Linked DNA regions of Mus musculus: region 2 is linked to region 1. The links are chromatin contacts, called in public Hi-C maps. All regions are on one chromosome and are shown on one strand. Each heading gives the region's core, a stretch centred on a gene start, on an enhancer-like site or on the middle of the called end of the contact. The rest is flanking DNA. Distances are from core to core; before and after follow the strand shown.

Region 1 (2,629 bases), core at 98-2,597:
TGTAATACTTCAGCAGTTACAAAGCATCCCAGTACAAAAGAGAAGACTCAGGAGAAAAGTCAGGCATTTGTTTTATGCAGGAGGCTACAACTGAGATGGAAGAGGTGTGTGTGTGTGTATGTGTGTGTGTGTGTGTGTGTGTAGAAATACATTTAAAGTGGTAAAAAGCTGGAGGTGCAAGGACTATGCCTGCTTGAGGCACAGAAAGTAGTTCTCAGTTGACTGAAGATTCAAACTTATGTATGAAACAAATACTAGTGCAATGTCCTCATCCTAGATCATTAAAAAACAAAAAACCGTAAGCCACACTACAGAAATGCCAGTGGCATGAATACATAAAATTAAGAACTCTAACATCAAAAATTGTTAGGAGCGGGTGGGATGGTGGAGACCTTCCATTTCAGCACTCGGGAGGCAGAGGCAGGCGAATTTCTGTGAGTTCGACACCAGCCAGTTCTACAAAGCTTGAATCCAGGACAACGAGGGCTATTACACGGAGAAACCCTGTCTAGGAAAAAAAAAAGAAAAGAAAAGAAAGAAAGAAAAAAAGAAGAAGAAGAAAGTTGTTAGGTAGCGCCTACCAAGTCCAGACTTAGTGAGGTACACGTCATTTTCAAAGAAAGCCACTGAAGACCTGGCTTGCCAGGTAGCACTAATACGAAGTAAAACTATGGCTGTGAGTTGCATATTCATGCCGGTACCAGCTCATCAGCCCTCAGCATGCCTCAAGTTCCGTGCGTGAAGTAATACTTTTATAAACATATTCAACCAGTTAAAAGAAAATCCGAGGAGAACGACGCGACTTTCCTAGAATTATTACATCCATCCATAAATGAAGGAGTGGGTAGAGATGACAGATAGGGCGGCTGTCCTGTCCTAAGTGGACATCCGGGCTTCCAGTCCCACCTCCGGCTCCGCAGGTTTCTTCAGTCTTCTCCATCAGCGGCTCACTTTTGCCCAACTTGGCCCCACTCCCCACCACTAAACAGCCACGGCCTTTCCTCCTCACAATCCCAGGCCCTGGTCTCCAACCGCTCTGCGGCCGTGCTCCAAACAGCCCCCCAACACTTCTGAGCCTCCAACTCAGGAGGCTCCGCACCCGGCTCTCCCCAGCGGCAGCAGCCTGTGGCCCGCCCTCACCTTGATCTCCTCCACCCGCCGGGTCAGGCGGCTGATCCTGGTGCCCAGATCCTCCTTCTCCAGGCTCCCCGAGTGGGCCAAGACTTCTGTCACGAAAGAGGCCATCGCCACGAAGCGTACCCACACAAACAGGATAGGTCAACCCCGCTGCCAGCGCCGCAGCTCCGGTCCCGCCAGCGGCCTCACCGCAGGGCCTGCCGGGAAACTGAGTTCTACGGGGTCCGGCGCTCGCGCACAGGAGAGGGTCACACTACAGTTCCCAGGAGGCCTCGCGCCGTCAGGCGTCCGCTGTTTCAGTGGCGTCTAGAAGGCACCAAAGTGCGCAGGCGTCATCTGCTCCCTACAGGTTTTCAAACGCCAGTCTGTTCCCGCCGGTTTTTTTCTTCTTGTATTTTGGGTAGGGTTGGGTTGGTTTCGCTAGAAACTGCGGAATGTTTCAGGTAATAATCCTTTATGGCCCTCCCTATACTCAGTAATCTCAGGTTTTCCTGTGAGATTATCTAGCTCGATACTTACAGAATCATCTCGATCTTTTTTGTTATTCATTCATTGGGCTCAGCAGCTAAGTCTACCCGAATTTTGCCCTCTGGAATTGTGCGAGAGAGTGACATAAGTGAAAGGATCCCCACAATTGCACCTTTCTAATAGTGTTTGTTAATAGTGCCTCATATTAAGTATATTGATACATGGATATGGTACAAATTTATACTTAGTGTAACGGTCCTGTAAGTGCTACAGACATTCTTTTATAAAACCTTCTTTCTAAGATACGTATGAATGTTTTGGCTGTGTCCATGGAAGTCAGAAGCAGGCAAGTAAGTCCAGTCCCTGAAACTGGACTTACAGATGACATGAGCCACCATGTGGATGCTGGGAATTGAGTCCTGGTCCTGAGTAAGGGCAACGAGTGCTTCTAGCCACCGGGCAATCCCCTAGAACAAGATTCTTATCACTTCCTATCAGAGATTACAAATAAATTTCACCAAAGGCTTTTTATCGTTGTTTAATTTTAAAGTTTTCAGTGATTTTTTTGGCTCTGTTTTGAGACGTGGTTTCTGTAGCCCTGGAAGGCATCAAATTCATAGCTATCTTCCTGCCTCAGCCTCCTGTATACAGGAATTATACACTTATTCCACTATGTCCAGCTAGCCATAGCTTTTTAGAACTATTTCATTGTTGAAGGTCAAAAGAGTGTTCCGCGAAGATGAGATCACTCGTTCACTTTGCAAAACAGGCTGACCTGAAAGACAGCCACTGGGCATTATTACCAACGTGACACTCTTTGTAGGAGAGGGATGCGTGCTGTAAGAGCATCCTTGTCCCCTTTATACACTTTTTGTTACTTGACCAGCAGAGCAAGCAAGTGTTTTACATAGCCAAATGGAATGCCATTAGTGCAGCAATACCATAAAGTATAAAATTAACAGAGACAAGGGTGCAGATACAGGTAATTCAATCAGTAGGGATTTAGAACAGATGTTATCTGTCT
Region 2 (2,629 bases), core at 57-2,556, 2.2 Mb before region 1:
AAGGTTTTGCTCTGGTCACCTTTTTGGATGAGTTCTAAGCTACCCAAACTAGAATCTGTGGTCAGAAATCTCAAGTCCAAATCAAAGTTCATTTATTTTTATTTAAACAAAAAAGTCTTGCCCATATCAACAATGGGGTTAGTAAACTGAGGCACGTTGGGATTGCTTCTCTGAGTCACAGATGAAAAGAGTCAATTTCAAAGAATTTGGGAATAGGTGGGTGATAAGGGGACTATGTCACACTCTAATCAATGGAACACTATTGTCAGATTACTTTTTATAAGTAAAACCACGATTTCTTTTTCTTCTAATCTGGATTATCACATAAATTTGATTGAGGAATGCTATGCCTAAACCAATAAAAGATGTTTTATGGAATTAAACATCTTACAAAGAAAGATAGGGAAATTATAGCTCTTTGCTTGAGGAAGTACAGTCCTGAGCCTTAATAAGGTTCCCCTTTTGCAAGACTCTTGAGTTGACTTTATTTGCCTCGTGAAAGGAATGTTGTAAAGAATGTCTATATAGCCTCCGTTATCGATAACACAAGATTTTTTTCAATCCACAGAATGGAAAATACAGTTCATGGTTTGTTCCATTCAAGTCCAGGGATTAAAAATCAAGGTCAAAGATAAACAGTTTTTTTTTTGCAGTGGAACACAAAACCAACCATTGCCACAGAATAAGGAAGAAAGTGAAAAGAGGAGAGAGAGAGAGAGAGAGAGAGAGAGAGAGAGAGAGAGGTTTCATAAGACTGAGTTTCCACCCCATCCCTACACATCTACAGGAGGGAACCAACTCTGGCAGAATTCAGCTAGAAGTGGGCCAACAAAACTCAATAACAACCTGCAGAACTGGGGTCCATGAAAGGAAAGGTCCTCACGTGAAGAACGGCTCCTAACCCATATCATATGTGGTTTCCGTCTCATGAATCATAATCTGCCCTTCTGTCACCTCAGTGATTCATGCACAGAATCGGAGATGCAATGAGCTGTCCCCACCTTGGGACACTGGTTCATTCCCCCAGGTTGGAAAATGAGCATCATCTCCAACAGGCTCCATCTCACCCACCTCAGCCCTCCATGCCCCCGAGGCCCTGACGAGACTGGGTGCTCCCATCACCAACAGTAGCTCTCTATTCCTGGACCCTGCCTCTGCTTACTTGGCTCTGACAGCCACAAGCAAAGCACTTACATTTTTGCCAGAGCATGGCTTGTGACAGGATGTTGCCTTTTCTCTTTGAAGCAGACAGTTTGGCTTCTTTAATGTGACTGGGCGTGCTTTCCTCCCGTGGAACCACCGTTTACTCTGAGGCTGTTTCTTCAGCTTTTTAAAGGCCCGAGTTCCCGCTGAGAGGGGCCACGTCATCACATCCTCCTACCTCAGGCAGAGCTGTACTTTTTTTTCTTCAGCAACACCGCCTGTCAACCCACTGTGTGCACCCCCAAGGCCCCCACTGGCTGGAGAGTGCTTGAGACACAGGGCCAGCCAATTGGGACTAACCACCATACAGCACAGGAGGCCAAGGCCATTTGCACACAGCCACGGTGTTATGCCACATAGGAGGAGCATGAGAGTCTGTATGAACGCAAAAGGGTGGACCATGAGGTCAAGGATCAGCGCTCCTTGAGCGATGAGGGGTCCAAAGGATAATACAGACAACACCGAGCTTTCTCTGGCACTCACATACAGTTCCACACTATCAGGCCATTTACAGGACTGACCTTACCATTGGTCCCAGCTCGACGGGAAATGCGATTCCCAGGGGTCACTATTCTCACCATGGGAGGAAACACCTGCCCTCTCTTCAAGCCTCACTAACCAGCCTCCTCGTTCTCGGTGTTGCTTTTCTGTTTATTCCACTTTAAAATGTAACGGCTCCTCCCCTGGCCCCAGTCCCTGGCAAAATGGCGGCATGTAATATTGTTTAAATATAGGGGTCCCTGTTTCAGACGGTTGGTTATGTACACAGAAAGGGGGAACCGACTCGCTCAAAGAAGAAACAGAGACACTCAGGCTTCTTAACTGAAGCTGATTTCCCAAAGGTGACTTAATGGATTTAGGAGTACCAGCTTATCATAATCCTAGGACCCCAACACGGCTAATGGAAAGCCTCTCAAAGAAAGAGTAATGGATTCCCCATCCGCAGTACATACAGTATGGGGCTACATTCTGCCACTGTGTGTCTGAAACAGACTCATAGGCTCCATTCCAGTGACCCAGTTACTCTCAGGTCAAGATCATATGGTTATACCCCCGGGGTAGTCCAGAGTCCTTGCTGGTTTGCCTTCCATGGTGCCTCAGAGTGATCTAATGCATTCTGGGTCTGATCCTTCATTCTCCAGTGTTAAAAGCCTTGCCCTAAAGGACTACAGCTCAGTAAGGTAGCACTTGACTGGAATGGGTAAGCCTGAGGTTCACACTCCAGTACCACCCTTTAGCCACAGAGCTGAGACACTAAAGCCTTTCACAGTGAGCCAGTTGCAAGCTCTTTTTTTTTTTTTTTTTTTTTTTTTGGTTCCGAAACAGGGTTTCTCTGTGTAGCCCTGGCTGTCCTGGAACTCACTCTGTAGACCAGGCTGGCCTCGAACTCAGAAATCCACCTGTCTCTGCCTCCCGAGTGCTGGGA

Evidence for each region. Hi-C and Micro-C count contacts between places; a contact is called where the count stands out from the background.
Region 2: a contact with region 1 is called in a Hi-C map of B cells, with 5 read pairs. The contact joins the promoter of Pou2af1 here to the promoter of Zw10 in region 1. A contact is called at or near these places in 1 of 39 promoter capture datasets (pre-B cells) and 1 of 484 Hi-C or Micro-C datasets (B cells).

The regions. Positions count from the first base shown.
Region 1 is chr9:49,054,299-49,056,927 of GRCm38.p6, reverse strand. Zw10 (zw10 kinetochore protein) reads right to left here and starts at 1,347. Exons shown (of 16, transcript NM_012039.2): 1 at 1,141-1,347. The coding sequence starts at 1,245.
Region 2 is chr9:51,212,367-51,214,995 of GRCm38.p6, reverse strand. It overlaps Pou2af1 (POU domain, class 2, associating factor 1), which reads right to left and starts at 1,306. Exons shown (of 5, transcript NM_011136.2): 1 at 1,195-1,306. The coding sequence starts at 1,210.